Regions from separate parts of the Ovis aries genome. Here regions 2 and 3 are each linked to region 1. Evidence: chromatin contacts called from public Hi-C data. All regions are on one chromosome and are shown on one strand. Each heading gives the region's core, a stretch centred on a gene start, on an enhancer-like site or on the middle of the called end of the contact. The rest is flanking DNA. Distances are from core to core; before and after follow the strand shown. Region 1 has its middle 51 kb from the start of SLC16A1. Region 2 holds the start of LRIG2 (leucine rich repeats and immunoglobulin like domains 2). Region 3 has its middle 28 kb from the start of LRIG2.

The links. Hi-C and Micro-C count contacts between places; a contact is called where the count stands out from the background.
Region 2: a Hi-C map of tail adipose tissue shows a contact between it and region 1, with 2.7 times the contacts expected there. The contact joins the promoter of LRIG2 here to the enhancer-like site in region 1. A contact is called at or near these places in 4 of 16 Hi-C or Micro-C datasets (blood, mixed tissues, muscle and 1 more).
Region 3: a contact with region 1 is called in a Hi-C map of liver, with 7 times the contacts expected there. The contact joins two enhancer-like sites. A contact is called at or near these places in 10 of 16 Hi-C or Micro-C datasets (blood, hypothalamus, liver and 5 more).

The regions. Positions count from the first base shown.
Region 1 is chr1:90,299,338-90,304,254 of ARS-UI_Ramb_v3.0, reverse strand. No RefSeq gene overlaps it. Among named protein-coding and RNA genes, the nearest start is that of SLC16A1, 51 kb to the left of the region's middle. Within about 2 kb of position 1,969, at least 38 of the 54 cell types and tissues checked have an H3K27ac peak or open chromatin away from gene starts, as enhancers often do. A contact at or near this core is called in hypothalamus, liver and tail adipose tissue, where this site is marked.
Region 2 is chr1:90,462,397-90,467,313 of ARS-UI_Ramb_v3.0, reverse strand. It overlaps LRIG2 (leucine rich repeats and immunoglobulin like domains 2), which reads right to left and starts at 2,158. Exons shown (of 17, transcript XM_060412804.1): 1 at 1,693-2,158. The coding sequence starts at 1,931.
Region 3 is chr1:90,435,198-90,440,114 of ARS-UI_Ramb_v3.0, reverse strand. No RefSeq gene overlaps it. Among named protein-coding and RNA genes, the nearest start is that of LRIG2, 28 kb to the left of the region's middle. Within about 2 kb of position 2,689, at least 30 of the 54 cell types and tissues checked have an H3K27ac peak or open chromatin away from gene starts, as enhancers often do. A contact at or near this core is called in hypothalamus and liver, where this site is marked.

The sequences.
Region 1 (4,917 bases), core at 720-3,219:
CCCCTACACTAGCAGGCAGATTCTTTACCACTGGGCCACCAAGGAAGCCCACTAATGCCTTCTTAATGACTACATGGTCATTAAGCCTTGCTCCCTGAACCAGCCAGGTTTCTGCTACTCCCCAGGGTAGTCCCATCCCAGAAGGATGCTGTTCTCTCACATCTTACTCATGGTTGTTTGGCTGGACCTAGAAATGAGGCGCCTAGAAAGATGAGGTGTACAGAGCCAGGGCCAGGCCCCTGGGGAGACGTCTGGAGCCTCGCTCTTGTTCTCCCTCCCCCATAGGGTGTCTCCTGGCACCTCAAAGTCCTGCTCATCCAGAGGACACCTGTGACTTCCTATCCCTCCTCTTCCTTTGACTGAGAAGTTGCAGGACTTTCTCCTCTGCTCTGGGACACTGCCTGGGGCCTCAGCTTACTGGCCAGAGGCTCCCACCCTGGGCTTAATTTCCACTATAATGCTCTCAAATTCTGGGCTGAGGCTCTAGGATACAGCCCACAGAGCACTTTTACACGCAGTAGCTGTGACTGGTGGGATGGGGAGGAGCCTCCAGGTCCCCCTAGCTGTGCCCCCAACCCCCTTCACCCCCATCCCCCATAGGGGAGGAAAAATAACTTTCCTCAACTCTTCTGAGCTCTCAACTGAGACCTCTGTAAACAAAAAGATAAATAAGAAAGAAACCGAAGTTTATTCACATATACTTGTACACCAGGGAGATACCCAGGAGAAAAAAATTAACTCTCCCAAGGGGCCTAAGCTAGCAGTTTAAACACTACCTTCCGCCAAAAACAGAGGAAGCAAAGGTGAGAGGGGGTCAGGGAGGAAGCCAGTTCTGGGAGATTACCAGGAAAAGCAGAGTAAACAAGGGGAAGGATTGTTATGTAGATTTAAGTAAACGCCCTTTCCACAGATTTTTATAATTCTGTGATTTATAGTCAACTTCTCCACCCACTGGGGGAGACACCCTCGCAAATGGAGATTTCTTTTATAAATGCACATCTCTCTCAAAAGAGTCATTTCTACTGTTTTTCAGAAGCTTCCTTTGTCTGTAGTTGCTGAAAATAATCAGCTCAAAATAATCCTTCTGCCCTGGAGGCGTATTTGAGATGGCCTATTCTCCCACTCTTCATACCCTCCTCAAACCTGGGCTCCCTGCCACTGGTTTTAGGAGAAAAAAAATGTTCTGGCCTAAAGTGAGGTCAGCAGGGTTTCTCAGGTCACAGACCTCTGCTGGGCTATTGCCCTGGGGCACAAGTTAGTAACACCAAGTCCCTGAGCAGCAGGAAGAGGCAGGATCCAGGTCTGGCAGCAATGTGGCATGCCAGCGTTGGGTGCTGAGCCACACCACTAGAAGGCTTGGTGGGGGAGGGGGTGTCTGCAGACCCACGAGGAAGGCCCCAGTCCTGCTGGGCCAGACTGAGGGAGGTGTCCTCCACAGGCCAGCAGTCAGGCTCCTCCCTCCTCTTTCACACCCGGGGCTCCTGAGGGGGAAGAGTTCTGAGTCCTCAGCAGCTGGATCTTGCTGCAGGTTCCTCTTCCTGTTTGTGCCAGCCTCAGAGCCTAGGGAAGCAGGAACAGCCCCTCTCCGCGCCCTGCTCCCACTCTCCACTATATTCCTGGGGAAAACACACACCCACACCCTCTAACCTAGATAGTCACTCCCAAGCAGCACATGCATACCACACACCCCTCAATAAACAGCAAACGCCCACCCCGCCCCCCACAGGCAGCCTTGATGGAGACTCCCATGATTTCCTCCCAGCCTGAAAGCCGGCTCTGTTTCCATTCGAATCTCACACCGACTGTCTTCAAGGTTTGACCACACAAGAAACCTGAGGGGCCAGTCTGTAGGTGGACAGGATGCGCTCCTCCACCCTACTTTCCTCAGAAGGCCTCTCCCGGGCTACTCTCCTTTCCTGTCCCCAGCCCATCCTGGCACGCCCGGCCGCCACCGCCGCTTAGATGTAGCAGCGTGGGGCGCCCTCGTGTGGGCAAGGGCAGACCTGCAGCCCCACCGCCAGGGTCCCGGGCTGCCCTCCTCCTGCACCCCAACTGCCCTCCTCCGGGAGCCCCTCCCGGGCTGTCCCACAGATGTCAGGGCTCTGCACTGCCCACGTCCACTATTCCAACTGGCCTGCCTCCAAGCTACATTCCCTCCTTTTACCTCTGAATGTTTTCTCATTTATATTTTCAAATTCAAAATTCTACGCATTTTAAAACCTAGAAGTGAAGTGAAAGTTGCTCAGTTGTGTCCGACTCTTTGTGACCCCATGGACTACACAGTCCATGGAATTCTCCAGGCCAGAATAGCGGAGTAGGTAGCTTTTCCCTTCTCCAGGGGATCTTCCCAACCTAGGGATCAAACTCCAGTCTCTCACCTTGCAGGCGGATTCTTCACTGAGTCCCAAAGGAAGTCCAAGAATCCTGGAGTGAGTAGTCTATCCCTCCTCCAGCGGACCTTCCTGACCCAGGAATCAAACCGGGGTCTCCAAGACAGCTGTTAAAACCTAGACAGGTTTAAAAAAAGCAGAGACATCACTTTGCTGACAAAGGTCTGTCAACTACAGATTGGCACTTGCGCAGATGGCTGCCGATGACTGAACAACAAGGGCATTCGCCGTCTGCCTCTGCGGAGACGAAACCCTGCAAAACTGTTGACCTTGAGCACCCACTGAGGGAGTTCAGGGTGGAGTAAGGCACTCTGTGCTCAAGGGAGTCTGGTGGCACAGATCTTCAGATGGATGTTTCAGGAACAGATCTTATGATCCCAATCCTTGCATGTCCTCATATCTAGAAAAGCACTAAAACCCTTCATGGTGACATCAGGTCCTCGTGAATAGCAACAAACTTTTTATAAAATAAATGCTTAATGGTATTGAACTCCCTCTTCACCAAAACCTTATATGTTGACCTTCCCCCACTGCCGCTTTGGAGCAGTCTCTCAGAGCTATCTGAGGTGCTGCCTCGCAGCCTGCAATCCTCATTCTGCCCCAAATAAAACTTAACTCACAACTCCCAAGTTGTACATCTTTTTTTAGTCGACAGGTCTATACAGTCAAAGCTATGGTTTCTCCAGTAGTCATGTACGGGTGTGAGAGCTGGACCATAAAGAAGGCAGACTGCTGAAGAATTGATGCCTTCAAACTGTAGTGCTGGAGAAGACCCTTGGACAGCAAGGAGATCAGACCAGTCAATCCAAAAGGAAATCAACCCTGAATATTCATTGGAAGGACTGATGCTGAAGCTGAAGCTCCAATACTTTGGCCACCTGATGCGAACAGCTGACTCAATGGAAAAGACCCTGATGCTGGGAAAGATTGAGGGCAGGAGGAGAAGGGGCACGACAGAGGGTGAGATGGTTGAATGGCATCATCGACTTAAGAGACATGAGTCTGAGCAAACTCTGGGTGATAGTGAAGGACAGGGCAGCCGGGCATGCTGCAGTCTGTGGGCTCGCAAAGAGTTGGACATGACTGATTGAACAACAATGCATTTTAAAAGACATACGATAAGAAAGATACATAAGATACGAAACATGATACATCCATAAGATAAGAAAATACTATCTATAAAACATAATAGGGTTAACACCCATGAGGCTGCAACCCAAGAGAGGTGAAATATCAACAACCAGCATCTTCCTCTGTGTTGCTCTTCATCCCATTCCCTTTCTCCCCAAACGAGAAGTAACCACTGTCCTAAATTTCATATTTTCTCTTGCCTTTTTTTTAAATCCCAATTTTCCTTTTAAAATTAGCCATTTGAAAGTGTATAGTTGGGGTTTCCCTGGTGGTTCAGTGGCTAAGAATCCACCTTGCAATGCGAGGGACACCAGCTCGATCCCTGGTCCAGGAAGATTCCACATGCCTAGGAGCAACTAAGCCCATGCTCCACAACCACTGAGCCTGAGCCTCTGCGCTAGAGCCGGCAAGTCGAAACTACAGAGCCTGCATGTCCCGGAGCCTGCGCTCGGAAGCAAGAGAAGGCACCACAGCCAGAAGCCTGTGCACTGCAATGAAGAGTGGCACCCCCAGCCCTGCGACCGGAGAAAACTCTGGTGGAGCAGTGAAGACCAGCACAGCCAGAAGGAAAAATAAATTGAATTTTTTTTTTCTTTAAGTTCTTGCGCTTAGGTTCCTGATGCATTTTCAGTTGGCATCTGTCAGGTTCTGCTAACGGGGAGCACTGAAGAAAAAGGGTGGAGGAGTGAAGAAAAGGCTCCCTTTATCTCCATCCCTGCTGGTTCCTTCCAGCGATTCTCCAGTGGTGGCACTTAACCCCAGCCTCCAGTCCTTTCTTCTTTCCCCTCAAACCTCTCACTTCCTCTCAGAGGCAGCAGTAGGTGGGGTCCTCGGAGGTCAGAGTTCCACTTCCTTAGAGCTCTTCCTCCAAGCTCCTGCGAAGTCTATATAACCCTCTCCTGACCCTTTGCTTCTCCACCCTTTGCTTCTCCAGAAAGCAGGGAGCTGCTTTCTGACTTTTATTAAGGGACGAGCTCAGCACGCCCTGTCTTCTTTCAGCCCTCCGGGGCATCTGCCAACAACATGCTGTATTAACTTCTCTAATTGAAAGTGTAACTTCTGCTTTCCAGACTGGGTCCCAGCTGATACAGTGAATATGCCATTATCTGTTCACCCATTCACCTTTTGATAGATGCTGGCACTGTTTCTAATCCTACTGTTTCTATGTTCTACTTCTACTATTTCACTTTGAACAATGATACCAAGACCTTTTGTACACGTGTTCTGTACACAGTCCTAACATTTCCCTATGTATGTAAAAGAAATAAGATGCTGGGTATTAGGGTATACAAATGTCCCATTTAACAGGCAACTGTCAAATCTGTTTCTGGTTTACACTGCATTGGATGCAATAATATCCTGCTTATTCACATATCCAGATTCCACATATGCCTCT
Region 2 (4,917 bases), core at 909-3,408, 160 kb before region 1:
AGAGTTCTTTTGCTAATTTAAGACTTCCATCCAGTTACATTTCTTCAAGAAAATTGCTCTCCAAGGCATTTCACTTCAACTGAAAATGTCAATTTCACTAGAGGACACTTAAAATTTTTGAATTTTATTTGGCTTTGGGCAATTTGTCTTCATTACACAAAAATCAAGCTTTGACACAAAATAAATGTATCCAACATGAAACTATTTCTAATTATTGTTTATCTACCAATGGATGAGCTTGAAAAGTAGGCCACATTTATTTCAATTACAGCTAAATGAAGTTGTGTTGTTTTTAAACCTGCACCAGATTTAGTTTGTCATAATCAGATAGCTGTTTCAAGAATTTCTTAGGAAAAGGTACTTGTTGCATTACTAAGATATTATGTTAGGCTTAATTCAGACTATGTTGCACACTGATATAAATTTTTACCTTTCATCTGTGTCAACAGAATCAGAATTAGTTAAAGGTGTCACTATCATAAAACAACAGAAAACACCGTATTACACTGCAGATCTATGACAACATTTGGTTGTCAAAATTAATTTCCTCAAGGAATTTACGAGGTAGCTTTCTTTCCTAACATAACCTATTTACAAATGTATAAATGCTTTAACCACTGCAAAGAGAGACATTCTGTTTGTATTCCATTTCTTTATTTTTTTTAATTAAAAGATAATTGTTTAGAGAATTTTGTTGTTTTCTGTCAAACAACCAGCAGCCCCTCGAGCTATTCTTAGTCACACCTCAAGCTATTTTTCATGTGTGTGACAGGACTTTTTTCAGAGATGACTCTATTACAAGTCTGTCAATTAATAAATACATTGTTCAGTTAGTGGCAGGAAAATAACTGTATGTTAGTGGTTAAGAAGCTCCATAATTGCAGCATTTAATATCTACTGTTGTTCCTAATGCCATCAGGCTGACTCAGACTAATGAACTCTCCAGGTGCCACTGTCTAACACAGGCCTGTCAAGATCAGCACTCAGCAGTGGTCTCCAGAAGAATTCATCCAACCATTGTACTTGCTTCTTATACATAAACAGTACTGATTTTTAGGTTATTTGCCACAAGGAAATGCACATCACTTAATTCTGTCAAGGATAAGCCTTCTTCTTTACAATGACTCTTAAAGTAGAACAAAAATGCTATTTATAAAAATGCTTGTTCAAGGTAGTACTGGATGTAGTAACACAGTAAGTTTTAACCCAGTTAAATATCAAAAACAGCACAAAACCTGCCAAAACGTGAACGGCAGCCAAAAAAAGAGTAGATAAGTCTTTACGATAAGGATATAAAACCACATACCTGGGGATCATTCAAGCTGATGCATTGGATGATGCAGCCCAAAGTGGCCGAGAAGCCCCAACCATTCAGAGCCAATGCCGGTGCCCAGAACCAGTGAACCCTTAACAACATCCCCGCCCCAACTCCTCCCAGCCCAGGAATCACATACTCCCTGGTCCCAAGAATTTTAACTGTGGTTTTCATACAAGTCTCCAGAACCTTAACAGCAGGATTTCAGGCTCCCACCATCCTCCCCAAAAGTTCACAACACCGCAATGGCATTTCCCAAAACTTAGGCTCCTGGCCGCACCCCCAGGCCAGGCATCTCTCTCCTGCCCCTCTGGGAGCTGGAGCACCCACCCACTCTCCCCGCTTTCCTTTGGTCCCCGCCCAGCAACTCTACTCACAGGCTGACGGCATCGGGGGGCAGCGAGGTGGACAGCGCCCTCCAGCTGGGCGCTGGTAGTTTCCTGCGACTGCAGTCCAGCACCGGGATGCGGCAGGAACAGGGCACGGGGCAGAGGCCTGCACGGGCGGCTGGCAGCAGCAGCACCACTGCCTGAGCGAGGAAGAGCAGCCGGGAAAGCAATCTCGACCCACACTCCAGCAGCGGCTCCTCCCGAACGCCTTGGGGCGCCGGCGCCATTTTTCCCTACTCCCCACCCCCCCGGCCTGGACCCAGCGGAGAACAGCAGCCAGCCAGGAAAAGCAGCTCGGCGGAGACGTCTGGCGGCTGCGCGACCACCCAGAGAAACGGCTGTCGCCTGTACCCTCTAAAGGCAGGCAAGGGGCGGATACACCGCGGTAGCGGGGGCGGCGGCCGAGGACACAGAACACAGGCCCTGTGGTCAACGCTGCTTCGCCCCGCCCCACGACGCAACGTCTTCACGCACAGGAGCCAACCAATCGGTGCCACAAGACGAGGCGCGTCGGGGCGGGACTCCACGAGGGGAGGTGTCGGAGACAGCTGGCTCCTTAAGGAGGACTTTAAGGTGTCCAGAGTTTAGGGGCGGCCCCTGGAGTTCCACTGCCGTTTCTCCGCTGGAGGGCGCAGTGGCTCCTTAGGAGGGAGTGAGGGCAGAAGCGCTGAAGTCTGAAGTCCTGATTTGTGATGTATCCACTATGGTACTAGAAAAGGATCTTTAATCGTCTCTGGGCATCAAGTAAGGGGAATGGCAGAAGAGGCGCCTCCCGAGTGGCAAACACTAAGGGGGTGCGGGAGCTTTCATGAGCCCACTGGGCTCCAGAGCCAAGCTTGGGCCTCCTCTGCAAGTCCTGCTCGTCTATGGCTGCTGCAAATGCAAGGCAACTCCCAGTCTCCTAAAAGGAAGCTCCATCGCTTGGTGGACTCTTAAGCTCGTCAGAGCAGACAACCTATTTATTCATCTGTGTACCTCCAGCTTCTGTTCTGTCTTGGAGTTCAATAAATGTTGATGGGGCCACACTTGCAAGGCATGTATTTAAGGAAAATACTCCTCTTTCCTCTGATTCGGAGAATGCTGTTGTGTATTTACACTCAATTTCACAGAAGCAAGCAGAACGTATAGATAGAGACTGTTGAACTGTCAACAAAGAAAAGGCTTGGGTGTGGAGGAATTTTTTATTCTAAAGCAAAGGCTGTGGAAAACGTAACAGGAACAGTGAAGTCTGGCCACCTTGTTAGTGTGAATTCATATGACCAAGGCACAGTAAGTCCAAACAACCTGAAATGTGAGACTTTGGAGAAGAGAAAGGTTTATTGCAGAGTCATGCAGAGAGACTGGTGGCTCAGGCACATAAAAAAATCCCCCAGCTCCTGAAGGGTTTTAGTAAATAAGTAAGTGTTAGTCGCTCAGTCGTGCCCATCTCTTTGCGACCCCATGGACTGCAGCCCACCAGGATCCTGTGTCCATGACATTTTCCAGGCAAGGATACTGGAGAAGCCATTTCCTTCTCCAGGGGATCTTCCCGACCCAGGGATCGAACCCAGGTCTCCTATACTGCAGGCAGATTCTTTACTGACTGACCAATGGCCAAGTGAGGGAAGGGGTCACAGAGTTTGTGATCAACTCAGGCACAGTTCTCTGACTGATTGACAGTGAGGTAACAGGGTGGTGTCACCGGGGTTAACTTTATCACTCCTTCAACTCCAGGAGGCCTGGGGCTATGTGCTCTAGGTCATCAAGTAGTTAATATCTTCCATTTGGTGGTGGCTTTTCACATTGAGGAGATACCCCACATTTGAGGAGATAACCCACGTCCAAGGGCAAAGGAGAAGCCCCAGCAAGATGGTAGGAGGGATGAAATCGCGTTTAGAATCAAACCCCATACCCACCAGAGACACTCAGAGGGTTCAAACAAACCTTGGGCACACCAGGACCCAGATAACCCACAGAGACTGAGCCAGAACTATGTTTGTGTGTCTCCTACAAAGGTATCAGTCAGCAGCGGACTGCTGCAGGGGCAGGAGCTCTGGGTGCAGCAGATCTGGGTATGGCATAAGCCCTCTTGGAGGAGGTTGCCATTAACCCCACCATAGAGCCACCAGAGCTTACACAGGACTGGGCACTGGGCACTGGGCACTCTTGGAGGGCACAAACAGAACCTTGTGTGCACTAGGACCCAGGAGAAAGGAGCAGTGACCCCCACAAGAGACTGACCCAGACTTGCCCATGAGTGTCCAGGAGTCTCCAGCAGAGGTGTGGGTTGATGGTGGCCTGCTGCAGGGTTGGGGGCACTGAGTGTAGCAGTGTTGCATGGGACCTTTTGAAAGAGGTTGCCATTATCTTCATTATCTCCGCCATAGTTTGGCCTCAGGTCAAATAACAGGGAGGGAACATAGCCCCATCCTTCAACAGAAAATTGGATTAAAGATTTACTGAGAATGCCCTGCTCATCAGAAAAAAAAAAAACCAGTTTCCCCCTCAATCAGTCTCTCCCATCAGAAAGCTTCCATAAGCCTCTTATCCTTATCCATCAGAGGGCAGACAGAATGAAAACTGCAATCGCAGAAAACTAACCAAACTGATCACATGGACCATACCCTTGTCTAACTCAGTGAAACTATGAGCATGCCATGTAGGGCCACCCAAGATGGACGGGTCATGGTGGAGAGTTCTGACAAAATGCGGTCCACTGGAGAAGGGATTGGCAAACCATTTCCGTATTCTTGCCTTGAGAATCCCATCAACAGCATGAAAAGGCAAAAAGATAGGACCCTGAAAGATGAACTCCCAGATTGACAGATGCCCAATATGCTATGGGAGATCAGTGGAGAAATAACTCCAGAAAGAATGAAAAGACTGAGCCAAAGCAAAAACAACACCCAATTGTGGATATGACTGGTGATGGAAGGAAAGTCCGATGCTATGAAGAACAATTTGCATAGGAACCTGGAATGTTAGATCCATTAATCAAGGCAAATTGGAAGTGGTCCAACAGGAGATGGCAAAAATGAACATCGGCATTTTAGGAATCAGAGAACCAAAATGGACTGGAATGGGTGAATTTAACTCAGAGGACCACTATATCTACTACTGTGGGCAAGAATCCCTTAGAAGAAATGGAATAGCCATCATAGTCAATAAAAGAGTCCAAAATGCAGTATGGTTGCAATCTTAAAAACGACAGAATGATCTCTGTTCGTTTCCAAG
Region 3 (4,917 bases), core at 1,440-3,939, 140 kb before region 1:
ATATCTCAGCTTTCTGAATTTGCTAGTCCACACACTCACAAGGGGAGCCTTTATCAGAGCTGGCTCCATGGCCTTCAACTTGTGCAATCACACAGAGCCCCATGCTTACCAGGGCCCCACATTTAATGTTCTGCTGTTGCCATGTTTTTTTGTTTGTTTGTTTTGGTTTTGTAAGTAATTTGTGTTGGAGTATAGTTGCTTTACAATGGTATGTTTATTGTTTCCGTCTTGAAATTCTTAATACAGTTTTGAACAAGAGGCCCTGAGTTTTCATTTTGCCTTGAGTCTTGCAAATTATGTAGCTACTCACACTCTCTACTTTTTAATTGAGATATAAGTGGCATATACATAACAGTATACTTATTTTAGGTATACAATATAATGATTCACTATTTGTACATATTGTGAAAAGATCTCCACAATAATTCTGGTTACAATTCACCACCATATGTTGTTACAATCACGCCCTCTATGAACCATTACTCTCCCAAACTCCCGACCTGCCTATGTTTGCAGAGACCAGATCACTCTCACCACCCAAAGTGTTTATGATTATGCCCCTGGTACCTGGAGTTCTGGTCCAACTCCAGGCACAAAACTGCTCCAGAGATCCAACCTTACCCACCACAAAGTAGATCACTTATGAGAGATGAAACTGTCCACCAAGTACCATAACCACAAGGCAGGGTATAAGGTGCTTTGACTTTAATATGAATAGATAACCAGCATATATCTGGGGGTCCTGCAAGTGGGATTATCTGAAGATCTAGACGGGGCTTCCCAGGTGGCGTTAGCGGTAAAGAACATCCCTGCCAATGCAGGAGACATAAGAGATGCATATTTCATCCTGGGTTGGGAAGATCCCCTGAAGAAGGGAATGGCAACCCACTCCAGTATTTGCGCCTGGAGAATCCCATGGACAGAGGAGCCTGACAGTCCATAGGGTCGCACAGATTCTAACACAACTGAAGCAACTTACAAAAGATATTTGGTCCCAAGCAGACCAAAAACTGACGAGGGCATGGCAACCCACCCCAGTATTCTTGCCTGGAGAATCCCCATGGACAGAGGAGCCCAGCGGGCTACAGTCCATCACAAAGGCTCGGACACTACTGAGCAACTAAGCACCGCACAGACCAAAAACCAAGCAAACAACCAAAAGTTTACCTAAGACATGGTTTTGTTGAGGGGTTTGGTACTACACAGACTTACTCTGCACATGAAGATGTTTTTGGGAAAAGCCAGAATGTTCCGTGATACCAGAACCTTTTGGAAATTTTGCTGTTCTCATTTCACCCTCACCCTTCGTCTCCCACCGTTTCCTTCTCCTCCCTTCCTCCACTTCACCTTAACCCCTTTAGGGCAGTTTAAGTAACTTTCTAGACCAGACCCTCATGGGATCTCCCCAGCAGGAGTCCTACAGTCTATTGAAGTTCCAAGACTTGGGGATACAGGGGTGACGGTCTACTGGTACCCAGCTCCAGTCACAGCTGGGAAGTGGCAAAAACAAGAACCTGGAGGAAACGGGTCACTGCCCGTGCTTGGCAGGAGCAACTGCTGTGCCTGAGCTTTTATTCTGGGAACAAATCTTTGCTCTCTTCACCAGTGACCCACATGACCCATAATTCCCGACAGCAATAAAATGGGGCAATAAAGAAGGGCTGATTCCACATTTGCAGGGTAAGTGTTCACTCGTAAGAGAAGATGGAGAGACATAATGCTTTTGTGGAGACAAAAGGAAATGAGAGATTCTGAGAAAATGAGATTTTTCAAAAAAAATCTGAGGCTTGACTGACTCCCCCTAGATGCCCTCACTGGGGGAAAAAAAAAACAAAAACTTCTTTTGTAATCCCTCTTCCTATTTTAAACACCCCTTCTTTTCCTTTCAAGGTGAGGTAATGGGGAATGAGTGTCCACTGAGCCAAGTCAAGCTGAGAGCTTGGAATCATGGGAGCCGGCAGAGATCTTGGCAGAACTCGGCTATTTGTTGAATGGGTCCTAGAAACACGCACTGAATTGGCTTCTTCGTCCTTCCTGCAAACAAGATTGGAACAAGATTCATCTACTGCCTGAAGTGGTGACTTTGTGACCTCTTGGCCTTAGTCACGTCCTCTCTCCCACCCCAGCCCCAGGGACTCTCTCTTTTCCTTGGCTGCCCCAGAGTGCCAGAGTATTATTTATCCGTTGGCAGCAGAGGGCGATCTGTCCCTGGAGAATGACCGGGTCAGCTCCCGCCTCTCTGCGCGCACCCAGATCGCTAATGACTTGCAGCTCCATCAACATAAAGCTACCTCTTCACAAAGGAACATTGTCACCAAGCATTTTCCTTTTCATTCGTGAAAGCTCACTGCCTCAGCTAACCCCTTCCCCCTCCCTCCTGCCTTCAGGCTCCCTCGCTTTCCTCTCCCAACCTCTGGGAAGCAGCAGGAAATGAACAAGGTCCACAGTGGAGAAAAACAAATCCCAGGGCCCTGATGAGGGAAACCACAGGGAAATGACCAAGTGGCATTAGCAGCTATAGGCAGCTCTGTGTGTGTGTGTGTGTGTGTGTGTGTGTGTGAGAGAGAGAGAGAGAGAGAGAGAGAGAGAGAGAGAGAGAGAGAAAGACAGCCAGAGAAGGAATGTGTGTGTGTATCCAATACAAGTACTTGCTAAATTTCAGTATACAGAAAAATCATCTGGAGAGCTTGTTAAAGCGCGGCTTCCTGGGCCTCACCCAGGAATTCTGATTAGTAGGTCTGGAGAGGGGCCCAAAATTTACACTCTTCACACTCCCAAGATATTTTCATGCTGCTAGTGGTAGATCACATCTTGAGTAGCACTGTTGTACACCAAATGCAGTAAATAGACTCTACAGATCTGAGTCAGGGGCTTTTTTGAATAAAATCCTGATAAGGTGAATTCCCCTAGAACAGTCCAGATCCTTCCAAATCCAGGCCAGAAGATCTTATCGCTCAGCCTCCTGCCCTTGCCTCCCCTTGGAAAAGGATCAGAGACTTTATCAAGCAGAGCATTGTTTGGAGGGGGATGAGTTCAAATAATAGGCTGGTTCTCCATTAACTGTTTATCTCATCCCCCAAAGCAGGAGAACCCCACAGGCCCTTGCTTCACAGTAGGCAGGGAATGGAGATTCTGTCTGCATGCTGTATCTACCACGGCTGTGTTCAACAGCTTGTGGCCCAGAGGCCTCTGACCCCTACCTTCAGCATCCTTCAAACTTCTCTATAGTTACAGAAGTTTGTGGAATAAGCTGGTTATTCTCCAGATAGCTGAGCACTCAAAGACACTTAGAGTGTCTTAAGGAGAGCCACTGGCTTCTGTTTCTGCACCAAAAGATAACAAGACAGAGAAAAGTCTAGCAAACCCAGTCCTAGTCCTTAAGGAGCAAATAGGCTAATTGGAGAGAAAGAAATGTAATATGTAAGAGCAAATGTACCAAAATGAGCAGAGAGATAGCAAAAACAAAACAAAAAAACAACCTTGAAGCCATCCGAGGAAAGGGAAGTCATCCTAAAACAGAGAGATTGCACTGAGATGGGAAGGGTCAGTATGAGTTCACCAAGGAGACAAAAGGTCAAGGGTAAGAGCCATCGCTTGGGATGGGAAATGCTGAAATATAAAAGGCAGGCTGGGATGAGGGTCCTCTTTCAGAGCACCTGGTATTTCAGCCCACTTTGGGCATTTATCACCACTCCGGAACCAAAAGGGAGACCAAATGGGAAGATTAGTTTCACAAACTCCTGTTAATAACTGTCAGCAGGAAGTACTTTCCCCGCCAAGACCTTCTCTCTGCCCGGGAAGACACTGGTTGGGGTTGGGGCCGATCTTCCCTCGGGAGGCCACGGTGCGAGCCAGAGATCGATGGGTCTAGAGGACTGATGCTCAGCTTCTTTGCGTGACCCTTTACTTGGCTCTGGCAGCTAAAGGGCTAGCAGCTGACTGTGCCAGGCTATAGCAGATTAGCAAACGGGCAGAAACCACAAAAGAGCCCAGAAGATCGGTTTGTGAGCACAAGAAAGCCACTCCCAGTGACTCCAGAATGACTCAGGAAGATCACGAAGGAGAGGTCATGTTGTTTAAAGACCCTGGCGGCGGCGGCTGCTGACTCGCGTCGGTCTTGTGCGACTCTGTGCGACCCCACAGACGGCAGCCCACCAAGCTCCCCTGTCCCTGGGGTTCTCCAGGCGAGAACACTGGAGTGGGCTGCCATTTCCTCGGAGTAGGGAACAAAGAGCCTTGCTTGGTTAGTGCTACCATGACCCAGTTTCTTCCCCTGGGCTCATGAGGGGGTCAATTAAAATAGAGACCCGAAGGGCTGCTAGGGGTTCCAGCATGGTAATCCTCTAAGAAGGGTATAGGACCACGGATAGTTTTGAAGGACTCAATTCCCAGGCCCACTGTGTTCATTCATGTTCTTCCATAAAGTTGGCGTGCCTCAGAGGGCATCTGCCACCCTCGTTTTCTTTCCCTATCTCTTTCGCAACTGCCCTCTTGCCATTTTACAGGGGAAAAAATTCCCTCTCCCTCTTCCCTAATCCTGTTAAATGATGCATTCATTGCTCTCGGGTATAAAATCCTCTGGGACTTCAAAGGGACAATCCCACAATTATTTTAATCCAAGGAACCATAAACACCTCCCCATTTTTTCCATCTCCCGAAGAGACAAATTCCTAATAAAATATCACTTCTTAAGAAGTGAAATAATGCTGACATTTCACTTCTTAAGAAGTGAAATAATGCTGACTAATTATAAAGATTTGTAATATCTGTTGTTTTGATAAATGCTACTACTAGTAACAGTACTATTTTTTTTTTAATTAGAAGCTTCTGTCATTGGAAATATTTTTAAATGAATGTCAATTGATGTGTTTTTTCTGACAGAAAAGTATGTATAACAGAGAATTAATAAAATATTTT